Regions from separate parts of the Sus scrofa genome. Here region 1 is linked to region 2. Evidence: chromatin contacts called from public HiChIP or PLAC-seq data. All regions are on one chromosome and are shown on one strand. The core of a region is the stretch at or near the end of the contact, and the rest is flanking DNA. Distances in the headings are between cores, read along the strand shown. Region 1 overlaps LOC110260720 (a long non-coding RNA gene). Region 2 overlaps STK38L (serine/threonine-protein kinase 38-like).

Region 1 (6,106 bases), core at 2,206-4,705, 140 kb before region 2:
GATGGCTTCCTGCCACGTTTGTCCCTGGGCGCCTCAGCATCTCTCCCTCGCCCTCTTTTTAAAAATAGCTTTGTTGAGATAGAATTCACATACCATACAGTTCACTCACTTAAAGTGTACAGTACAGTAGTTTTAGGTATATTCATAGATTTGTCAGCCTCTCTTTGTGTTTCCTTAACCTCGATCATACCTTTCAATACATTTTTGTTTTGTTTTTTAGCAAGTGTGTTTTCTGTTTCCCAGTGGGACACTACCTAATTGTGTACATGGTGATAGACTGGTGCCAACTCATGAGAGCCGATTGTTAACATTTTCAGGAATTTCGTGTGCTGATTATTTAACATAGCCACTATTTGAAAATAAGTTTAATTAAATACATGATAACAGATGATGAATTACTAAAAATTCATCACTTCCTAATTATTTTACTACATTTTACTATTATATGTGTATAGTGAGATTATTTGCATGCACTGATTCTGAATGGTATAAATGCTATATAATGATGTTTGTGTATGTATGTGAATCTCCTTCCGACTCTGTGTTCAGTGATATCGTATTGGTATCTTGAAATTAACCATTGGGGGAGGACTTCCACCACAGAAATGAGTGAATCATACAAGTCAGGATTTAATTTTTTGTTTCATTGATTGTCTAGACTTAAAAAAAGGATGAAATATGTTAATAATACAAATTAAACCTAAATGTTTGTCATTTTGAATATAATAAAAAATTGATGAAATATTCTTCTAGTATTTGAAATTATCATCCAATCCAGCAAAGAAGTCACTCATTGATGAACCATTAGCTCCAGAATACGACTTCATTTTTTCACTTTCATCTTCCTTGTCAACCAACACTCATGGAACTGCACTTGAGGAGCTGGTTGTTGAACATTTACCAGCAACCACGGTGCAAACACACACATTCACCCACACATGTGTAATTTATCACTATCATTCTATATGACAAACAGAGCTTACTCAATCTTTTTAGGCTTGCATTGTATATACCTTATTGATAATTAGGCTATAATATTTTGATTTAATAAAAATAAGCTACAGTGAGTCACCTATGACTCATCTTATATATCTGCTTGTAATTTGAACAGTTATTTCCAAACTGCTATCTATGAAAAGTTTCAATTGCCACTCCTACCGGTGATATATGAGAATGTTTTTCCACATCTTCAGCAATATAGTGTATTGTCAAATGCTTTGTATTTTGCTCTACCATTAGTATGAATGGTAATAATTCATATAAGATTTTTTTTAAATGCAAATTTGGCTAATGCAATGTGTTAATGACTGCATTTAATAATAATTGCAATTCTGTTTTTAATGATAGCCTTGAGGTGATTTGTTTGAGAGATGGTATCACTTATTCTTAGAGATCCAATTTAATATTTTGGCTCTTCCACTTCAAAAGCAAATATATTTTTCCAGTAGACGCTAGAAAAAGTGAAAAAGAAATGTCAGTTTACAAAAGAAATGTCCATATAAATGAAGCGATTGCACAGCAGTGCTGGACATTCTGTACTAGAGTCCCTTGGGCCTCATGCTACAAAGATCACCTGGGGCAGCGGAGGAGAGATCCAGGCAAAGACAGAATTGTTCTGCTCAGGTGCAGTCAGACCCACTGTCAAGGTCCTAAGGGATTCTGAGCAGAGCCTCCACTTATCCATACATGGTTTTACGCTGAGGTTTGAGCAGGAAAATTGCATTCATATACTTCCTTGGCATCTCTCTTTTTCCTACTCCTTTTCCCACTTCAAAAAGAAATAGTGTTCCATACCTGTAATTGATCAAGATTGGGCTGGAAGAGGAGTTCCAGTCATGGCTCAGCAGAAACAAATCTAACTAGGATTGATGAGGATGCAGGTTCAATCCCTGGCCTTGCTCAGTGGGTTAGGAACCACCATTGCCTTGCTGTGAGCTGTGTGTAGGTTGCAGATGTGGCTCGGTTCTGGCATTGTTGTGGCTGTGGTATAGGCCAGTGGCTACAGCTTTGATTCAACCCCTAGCCTGGGACCCTCCATATACCATGGGTTTGGCCCTTAAAAAAAAAAAAAAGATTGCCCTGGAAGAGAGTATATAAAGACTGAGACCTAACTGACCAGGTTTCCTTATCCATATTTCTTGTGGGGGATCATCATACCCTTTATAAACAGGCACTGGTAATTGACCAAAAATCTCTATCCCCTAAATTCACCAGTGTTAGATTCAGTCTTTGATCCCCAGCTGACTGCTCAATAGCTCTGTCATGTTTGCACTTAACTTGACCTTTTGATCTTCAGTTTCCTCATCTGTAAGATGGAGATAGTAACAGTTTCCCTCATGGGGTTATTGTGAGGAAATTAGATAATCCATGTAAGACATACAGCCAGAGCTTGACACATACATACTATTGCTTAATATGTGTTAATAATTATTTTATAAAAACATATATTATACATTGTAGCTGCCCTTATTAAGCAGTGGAAATTCAGTCATTGACAGTAGATTTTTTTTTCTGTTCCTTTTATGAAATCCTGAGCTAAAGAGATCATTGGTGAAGCAAATCTTGATTGATAACGGAGTAGGTGTATGTAGAAAAATGGTGCTCTTCACAACTGCTGTTATGATCTTCCTTTCTGCCTGGGTTGGCTATGAGATACATTTGAGTTGATCCAAGCTTAATTTCAAGGAACCATTTATTTTGCTGAATAAAATTAGAGCTTGTGTGCATCTATTACAACGTATATCCAGGCCCTGTTTAATCTCCTAGGAGAAGAGATTTACAAAATGATACCCTGGTGTCCTAGAAAAGCTTACTCAACTTAACGGAAGAGGCCCTTTATTTGCATAAAGTAGATTAGACATGCTGGTTCTTTCTGATGATTCTGCATTGGAATTTAGCTGACCTGGGAGTTGGTTGTGCATAAAAAAGCATGGAACATACCTTCCTTTTGCCCACAGTTTAAGTATATGGCAAGTGAGGAAGAGTTTTGCCAGGAAAGCCCAACATGGCCTAACACACACTGAGTGCCTGGCAGAGACTGTGTTTTTTCTGTCTCTCTTCTTTTTCAAGGAGCAAAGCAACTGAACCTGATTATGAGACTGATCTTTGAAAAATGGAGAAGCATTTATTGAGAATGTAATGATCTGAAAGGCACTGGGCTAGGTGGTGTGAACAGTAATAAGACAAAGAGGGTAATGTCTTTGTTCTTAAGAAATCACTGTCTCCAGGAACAGACATATAAGTGTAGTAACAAAACGTGGTAAGAGCTACACTAGTGGGATGCAAAAAATGTTATGTGGTAAGGAAGCCACTAATTCCACCAGGGTGGCAGGGAGGAAGCTGCTAAGGAAGACTTTGTGGAAGTGCCATTTGAATGGGATCTTAGAGGATCTACGATATTTGGGGGAAGGGGGGCAGAAGAAGCAGCACAAGCAGAGGCAGAGGAGCTCTGTGGTAGGGGATGAAGGTCAGAAGATTTGCTCAGACCAGGTTATGAAGGAGTCATCAGTCTTCCCAAAGTGTATAGGCTTTATCCTGAAGTCAACAGTGAAAATGGAAGGTTCTTAGCTGGGGCAGTGACCCGTCCAGGTTTGGTTTGGAGAAGATTGACACAGAAGCAGCGACTGGGCTCAGGGCATCTACAGGACAAGCTTGCCAAGGGAGTCTGTGGCCAGAGAGGAGGCTAGAATGACTGCTCTAGAACATCTAAGGGCAGAAGAGAGACAAGAGAAGGAGGCTCATGGGAAGCAAACTTCAGAATCAAGAGAATCATGAAACCAGGATAAAGAAGCACAGAAAGAGAGGGGCAAGGAAGAAGATTCAATACTTGGTGTCAACCACAGATCTCAGTTCCAGTGGGAAGGAAGCAAAAGAATCCACTGGATTGGGCAACTGGACTATTTTTAGCGACATTTTTGAGACCAGTTTCAATAGAACGAGGAGGGTGGAAACCAGATACTGTGCCAGACGTGGAAAAATATTTATAACGTACAGGAAATTTAAAGATAGTCAGGAGCTGATGGTGCCTCCCTCAAGTCGGGCGGGTGGCGGGGCGAGGGGGGGGTAGTGTCTAAGAGCCACTGATGGAAATCTTGAGAAACAGGAGCCCCCAAAGTCTAAAGTCAAAAACCAGACAGACGAGAAACATTTGCAGAATGATGTCATCCTGCCTCCTTGGGTGATATCACTTTGTTCCTCAGATGTTTCACCCAGACTGCATGAGTCAACCTCTATATTTGGGCATAAGGAGAACTACCTTTTGTGCTATGTGCCAATTCAGGAGTCTGTTTGTGCTAGTCTGGTTTAGCTCTGCTAAATTATTTTAAGCAATGACCTCACCAACAGCCATGGTAGTTAATCTGTTTAATATCTCACAGCTTGAATTCCAGGACACTTCATTTTATGCAATGTAATCTTCATTGGGTTCCCCCTCCCCTTGCATTTGGAAGACACCGGTTTTATTTTTACATGTATATTCATAACCAATATAAAAAAGGCAAAAGTAGAAATGTCAGAAGCAACCATAAATAGATCTAAGAGATTATGTAGATTACTGGGCATGACTAGAATAATGGTAATAGCTTCCATGAATGAAGTGCCTATCATTTGCCAGACAGTTATAATAGATTATCTCTGGTCCTCACTTTAGCCCCAAATGTAGCTATGAATTCCAGTTGAAAAAATTAAGGAGTATTATGTTCACTCAGGCAGCAAATTGAAAAGTAGGGACTCAAAGCCAGACCTGATCCCAAAGCCCTAGTCTTTCATCATGTCTTCTCCAAAATATCATGGTGTCCATAATTGTAAAAGAAAAATGAGCCACATCAGATCAGGTGTGTTCACTAGTGATGGCTTAGACATGAATTTCTGAAACTCTTGTAAGGTAGATGTAAATTGCCCATCTAACATTTATTTATTTATTTTTAGTTGTTTTTATTATAGCTGATTTACAATGTTCTGTTAATTTCTGCTATACAGCAAAGTGACCCAGTTGTATATTTATATAAATTCTTTTTTTCACATTTATTTAGACAAAAGTATGACAGATTGCATATGGTTGACCAAGCTTAATAGTGAGTGACTCTCTTTCTGATGGGGGATCAGAAGAGAAGGCAGGAAGGGAGAGAAGACAAGAGGATTACAGAGCAGGAAATACGCCTGGAGGGAAATGCAACATTAAAGAAAAGCTGGAGATGGGTTCTTGTAAGATCTTGAAAAGCCATAACTTTTCTGAAATTTTGTACTTCAGTGATTCCTTTTTTGGTTAAATTATAGTGAGATCACTCATAAGAATTTTATTTTTTTTTCTTTTTTAAAACCGAAGTATAGTTGATTTACAATGTTGTGTTAGTTTCAGTTATATACGTATACAGATTCAGTTACATGTATTCTTTTTCAGATTATTTTCCCATATAGGTTATTACAGAATATTGAGTAGAGTTCCCTGTGCTATAGAGTAGGTCCTTTTATCTATTTTATATATAATAGTGTGTATATGTTAATCCCAAACTCCTAATTTATCCCCCCTCCTTTCCTCTTTGGTAACCATAAGTTTGTTTTCTACATCTGTGAGTCTATTTCTGTTTCATATAATAAGTTCATTGGTATCATTTTTTAAAGATTCTACATGTAAGCGATATCATGATATTTGTCTTTGGCTTACTTCATTTAGTTGATAGAATTTTATTTCTTTTATACTAAACTCATTGCTATGACCAGCAAACAAACCTGTGATATTTATTCAGGAAAGAAAAGGAAACTAACCTTTGGTCGGTGCCCACTCCAGTACCAGGTGTAGAGTAGCCGTGAATGTGGAGGAATGTCCACTTTGTCCTGAACACTGTGCTGTGTGTCTTTGTGTCATGGCATGGTGTTTAAACATAAATTCAGGAGAGGGACCCTGAGGCATTGATTTGGGTTTTTTCAGACTGGAATGCTGAATGATCAAATGGTTGGTATTTGATACTCTAATGGGGCTATTTCCAGACGAAGCACACCAATCAAAGGAATTATTTGGGGGAGGTATTAGGGCCATCAATGTCTTACATATTTTTGGTGTCCAAAGCATCTATGGAATAGTGGAGGAGAAGCTAAAGGAGAGGGAGCA
Region 2 (6,210 bases), core at 1,541-4,040:
GTTGCTGTGGCTGTGGCTGTGGTGTAGGACGCTGGCTGCACCTCCGATTCGACCCCTAGCCTGGGAACTTTCACAGCCCTTAGAGGACCAAAAAAAAAAAAAAAAGTTATGTTATCAGCTTTCTTATTATAGAAAGATTTAGAATAGTCAGCAGAGGAATAAGTTTATGATATTAAAGTAATTGGTGCAGTTTTAGACATAACGAGGCTCAAGCAGTAAATTGAGGTATAAACCCAATAAGGCAATGGTAGAGCTGGGAATTTGCTATAGTTAAAGTGTTTGCTTTTCCACCTGTTTTTGACTTGTTTGGTAATGACATGGTTCATTCCATTATCCCGGAGTCTAGTCCAGTTCACGTCCATATCCAGGGGGTTTGTGTCTTAATGTAATTAAGAAGTGGGTACTGGGGAGTAGGTGGCAGATCTGGAGGAATAGTTTTCAGCTAAGACTGAAGCATTGGATGGCCACCCTGGCAACCTGGATCTTCTCTAGGATACTCTGTCTCCACGTGCATAAGCAAAAAACCTCTTTATTATGTGGAGCCACTCTAGTTTTTTTCTAGTCCAGACATGAACTATGTAGGCAAGTCTTTTGGGTCAGTGCCTACCAGTAGGAGCCCCCAAAGATCAGTCTGTTTCTCCATATGAAGCAGTCATTTTCTACATTTCTCATCTTGTCTAATTGTCCACATTATCTTCTTTAAACCATTACTTTGTTGGACTGGCCCAGTGGTTTTTAAAAATTGGCACTTAAATGGCTTTAAGTAGACACACAGTGTCCAGTTAAGGCTACAAAACTTCCCTGCTGTCACCTGGCTTGCTTCATACATTTGTGTTTCCTACCTGGTTCCTCCAGGCATTTGAGTTTCATCTGAAAATGCAATGGGCCTTCCAGTCTGGAGTAGTATACTAGACCTCGTCATAGCACTATTACAGGATTCAAAATGAAATAGGGCATCCATGGACTCCATCCAAAGGGGCTTGTTTCTAAAAGTGGTTTTTCCCTAAAACATATCCCCATAAAAACTGCTGTTGACTGATGTTTATGTACATATTTGAGGTAACACGTCTTGACTCATAGAATTTACATGGCAGAGGCTTCTTTCTAAACTTATGTTTATTGGGAACATAAGTATTAGCAAAATCTTGTGGATTTTATTTAGTAATCAGTAAAATAATACAAAATAAATTGACCCTTTATTTTGAATACTTATTGAATATGACCCTTGATAAATAAGTGTCAGTATTACGTGTCTATTGCCACTGCTGCTTCTTTACCCTTGGTTTTGCCAGCACAGAATTCACTTTTGTTGTTTTGGGGGAAGTGCCTCTTTCTTTGCTAGCATATAATCCATAATACAAAAGACTCAAACGTCTTAACTGTTAGAGGACAAGTTTGCATAGTAGAAATTAACCATTTCTAGAGTTTGTTTAAAGGGACAGAAAGTTTTTTTCTACTGAACAATTTGTGTCTCTCTGTTCTAGTTTCTGTTACTATGGCAATGACGGCAGGGACTACTGCTACCACCTTTCCTATGAGCAACCATACCCGGGAAAGAGTGACTGTGGCCAAGCTCACACTGGAGAATTTCTACAGCAACCTAATTTTACAGCATGAAGAGAGAGAAACCAGGTACAGAAAAGGCTGGTCAAAATTTTCTGTGTAGTTAATAATTTTCTTGTTATGCTGCAGGTGGGGAGTAAACACCCTGTCCATTAATAATACAAATATTGTGGAAACCTGTATGCTGTCTTTAGGTTTCCTGAGAGTGTACCTTGTTACTTGTTTTACTTTCATAGAGTAGTATCTTGTCCTGTGCACCCATATACTTGTATCACAGGTCAGTTGGTGTTTTAAAGAAAACTTTTCTACCTATGAAATTCTGACATACCTTTATACTTTCTTTTAGAAGGGAGCTTAATGAATAACTGCCTTTAACCCAAAAGGATTCACAGTGTTGTGTGTATATCAGTGGGAACGGGAGAATTTTAAAAATGAGTCAAATGTTATTTTGCCTTCAGGAAACTTACAGCAAGAGAGACAATGCACATAAATATTACATGAAAGGGTGAAAAGTATGCCCTTTGGGAAGGGCAAGGATGGGAGAGATTGTTTTTGACAGAGGCAGCTGGGAAGGCTTCATAAATGGTGGTGACATTTAAACGGGGCTCCAAAGGGAGAGTACTGTTTATGTATGCAGAAAGGGGAGAAGAAAGAGGTGAAAGAGCAGGAGGAAGGATATTAGAGGCGGAAGAAACCACCTTCAGTGCCCTTCAGGCACTGTCTAATTTCGCTCCAGCTGGGTTTTACCATTTCCTGAGAGCTTTGGATGCTTTGTTAGTGGAGCTTTTCTCATGCCAGTAAAGAGCCTTGAAAACTTTCAAAAAGAAGATTTAAATGGTCACAGGTGTTTCTCTGGGAGACTACTTTAGTTGTGATGGACAGAATTGATTGTGGGAAGAGGAATTAGGAACAGGAAAGGCTAGTGCTGTAGCCCAGGCCAGTGGAAAGGAGGCTTGCTTTCGGATTATGACAGCAATAATAGAGAGGAACTGAGTGAGAAAGACAGAAAAAACATAGCAACTACCCAAATATGGAGTGCAAGAAAAATAAGTTAATGCTGGCTCCGAAATCTCACACTTGGGCATACCGAGAGTGGCACAATTAGCGAACTAGGACTGTAGAGGAAGAATCTGGTTTTGAACATAATTTTGGGCAGGTCTAACTGATTAGATGTGGCTGGAGAGAGAATTAGAACTAGAAAATGAAACCAAAGTAACTACTCAGAAGTCAACTAGGAAATAAGAAAGAGAGCTAAGCAACATGGAGGACAGTGAGGAGAGCAAACATATCTTTGATCAGAGTTCCAAAGGAAGAGAAGAAGGAGAAGGGAACAGAGAGAGGCAAGTTAAATGAAGCATATGCCATCTGCAGAAATTCCAGAAGATTTAACTTAACTTAGGTGGAGGGAACATAGTCACAAACAGAAAATCTAACTGTAAACATGTGAATGATTCTCAACAAAAACTGTATAAAAAATCAGCAATTGAGATCTTGCCATGGCGCAGTGGAAACGAATCCAACTAGGAACCATGAGGTTGCAGGTTCGATCCCTGGCCTCATTCAGTGGGTTAAGGATCTGGCGTTGCCATGAGCTGTGGTGTAGGTTGTAGACTTGACTCGGATCCTGTGTTGCTGGACTGTAGCGTAGGCTGGCAGCTGTAGTTCCAATTTGACACCTAACCTTGGACCCTCCATATGCCATGGATATGGCCCTAAAAAGCTAAATAAATAAATAAATAATAAAAATTAAAAATTGCAATTCTCACTCAAAAAAAACCCAGCAGTATTGATAATGTCTTATGTATGTATGTACGTATGTATGTATGTATTTGCTTTTTAGGGCCACAAGTGTGGCATATGGGGCCAGCCTCTGCCACAGCCACAGCAATGCCAGATTTGAGCAGCTTCTGTGACCTGCACCACAGCTCACAGCAACACACTGGATTCTTAACCCACTGAGTGAGGCCAGGGATCGAACCATGTTCTCTTGGATACTGGTCAGGTTCATTATAGCTAAGCCACAATGGGAACTCCTTTTTTTTTTTAATGTCTTATGTATTTTTTCAAAAAGTATTAAAGTGTTTTTGTGTAGTAGACTCTTAGTTAGGAGGGAAGTAAGTGGAATTAAATTATTCTTAAGAGGATCATTGACTCTGTGGATAGTGGATACAACATAGCTAGGGAAAATTGATTAATTTCAGGCTTTGACAAATTAAATGTACACGTAATTTTTAGGGTAGCCTCTAAAGGAATAAAAATAGAGTTTGTAACTTTGAAACTAATAGAAGGAAAAAAATGGATGGGGAAAAATAAATTCAGAAGGCGGCAAGTGAAAAAGAAAAACTGAAATACCAACGAGCAAGCACAAGTAGAAATTGCACCATAAGTGAGAAATAAATCCAGACACATAAAAAACTATGTCAACTGTAAATGTAATGAATGTCTCTGAAAGTGGTCAGATCATCAAAGGAGATGGAATAAAGTAAAAGAAAGGAAGGAAAGCCCTAGATTTTTTCAATAGTCACTTAAATTATTCATCAGAATTTTAAAGGGTCATTGTCTTTTTATTGCTGAAACCTTAAAGTAATTCTGTTTTGCCCTCTGTTCCCAAACAAAGGAAAGTAGGAATAAAAGAATCTACTGTTGTTTAAAAAGAAAAAAGCAATCTCATCTTTATGGTGCCATGGAAGTTAAATAATCAGCTTATATTTTCTAAAAGCTTTTTTTTTTTTTTTTGTCTTTTTTTGCTATTTCTTGGGCTGCTCCCGCGGCATATGGAGGTTCCCAGGCTAGGGGTCGAATCGCAGCTGTAGCCGCCAGCCTATGCCAGAGCCACAGCAATGCGGAATCCGAGCCTTGTCTGCAACCTACACCACAGCTCACGGCAATGCCGGATCGCTAACCCACTGAGCAAGGGCAGGGACCGAACCCACAACCTCATGGTTCCTAGTTGGATTCATTAACCGCTGCGCCACGATGGGAACTCCTAAAAGCTTATACTTTAGGAAAACACATGACATTTTAAGGCTTACCTAATTGAGTAAATGCCAATAAAGTACCAGTAAGAATAGAGCATAAGCTTATTTAGAGGTAAAGTCTCTTTTAAAGTGGTATAGGAAAAGTCCGTGAGTCTTCCTATTTAGGCCTGGAAATGGATGAAAGTCCTTGCATCTCTCCTCATAAGGATGGGAGATTTACTGAAGTTTTAGCTTTCACACAGATTGAGGAAAGGGGGCAGTAGGGATTTGACAGAAGAATAAATCTGCTTGTGTACTGATAGTGCCTCCTAGGTTAATGGTCCTCTCACTCTGTGGATTCTTCCTGCAGAGGAGAAAACCCAGATCATTGAACAAGCAGCTCTGTGCATAAAGGCAGACACAGGATCCAGTATTGGCCTAGCCCATTCAAAGGGTTGGGCTTGGGCAAATAATATAGCAACAAAAGATAACTGTGTAAACAAAAAATCAGTGTGATTAGTGCCAAGGTGGGTGCTTATTACTAGACTCAAGGAAGTGACTGAACTATATATATACACACACACACACGCATATGTATTTATTCATTTATTTATTTTGTCTTTTGTCTTTTTAGGGCCACACGGGCGCGGCATATGGAGGTTCCCAGGATAGGGGTCTAATTGGAGCGATGGCTGCCGGCCTACACCACAGCCCCAGCAACGCTGGATCCGAGCTGCATCTGCAACCTACACTACAGCTCACAGCAACGCCGGATCCTTAACCCACTGAGCGAGGCCAGGGATCAAACCCACAACCCCATCGTTCCTAGTTGGATTCGTTTCCACTGTGCCACGACAGGAACTCCAAGATTTTTTTTTTTTTTTTTTTTTGTCTTTTGTTGTTGTTGTTGCTATTTCTTGGGCCACTCCCGCGGCATATGGAGGTTCCCAGGCTAGGGGTTGAATCGGAGCTGTAGCCACCGGCCTACGCCAGAGGCACAGCAACGCAGGATCCGAGCCGCGTCTGCAACCCACACCACAGCTCACGGCAACGCCGGATCGTTAACCCACTGAGCAAGGGCAGGGACCGAACCCGCAACCTCATGGTTCCTAGTCGGATTCGTTAACCACTGCGCCACGACGAGAACTCCCAAGATATTTTTTAAAGGAACTTTCCATTAAAAATAGGGGATCTTAACAGCAGTTTAGGGAAAGATTACTTTTGGACAGACTGTCATAAACAACAAATACCAAAACATTTGTATGATGGTTTCAGTCCTCAACCCTTGTACTCATTTGGCTAAGTCTTTGAAAGTTAGTCTAATTCTGGTACACTCCAGAACTAATTAGGAAGAGCTCTCCTGGTACCAGTACCAATACAGTGGAAATAAAATAGCAATATTCGCTTAGAAATGAGTTGCAAAATGTGTACCACAGCTATCTCTCTAGTTACTAGCTACTTCATCCATACTGCCTAACCCCCGGCCCCACTTAGCTTAAGTAAAGTCAAGGGTGCATTTTAAAGTACTGAATGACTGAACTTGGCTATTCCTGTAAAACCAAATGTTCTGGTAATTAATGTGTTTTTTTTTTTATGTGCATATATGACTTTTCAGTTTTCCAAGAAATAGAATAGAGTAAAATATTCTTAATTGCATTGAACCTCTGTCCTTGATTAGTGGGGGAAATCA

Evidence for each region. HiChIP or PLAC-seq counts read pairs in DNA pulled down with a chosen protein or histone mark.
Region 1: a contact with region 2 is called in an H3K27ac HiChIP or PLAC-seq map of alveolar macrophages. The contact joins two enhancer-like sites. A contact is called at or near these places in 3 of 47 Hi-C or Micro-C datasets (embryonic fibroblasts, fetal heart ventricle and retroperitoneal adipose tissue) and 1 of 2 datasets of contacts at active chromatin or transcription factors (alveolar macrophages).

Annotation. Positions count from the first base shown.
Region 1 is chr5:46,654,165-46,660,270 of Sscrofa11.1, reverse strand. The region is part of intron 1 of LOC110260720 (a long non-coding RNA gene); the gene reads left to right. Among named protein-coding and RNA genes, the nearest start is that of MED21, 79 kb to the left of the region's middle. Within about 2 kb of position 3,455, at least 13 of the 83 cell types and tissues checked have an H3K27ac peak or open chromatin away from gene starts, as enhancers often do. A contact at or near this core is called in alveolar macrophages and retroperitoneal adipose tissue, where this site is marked.
Region 2 is chr5:46,516,486-46,522,695 of Sscrofa11.1, reverse strand. STK38L (serine/threonine-protein kinase 38-like) reads left to right here. Exons shown (of 15, transcript XM_021092164.1): 3 at 1,485-1,632. The coding sequence starts at 1,496. Among named protein-coding and RNA genes, the nearest start is that of ARNTL2, 37 kb to the right of the region's middle. Within about 2 kb of position 2,790, at least 4 of the 83 cell types and tissues checked have an H3K27ac peak or open chromatin away from gene starts, as enhancers often do. A contact at or near this core is called in alveolar macrophages and retroperitoneal adipose tissue, where this site is marked.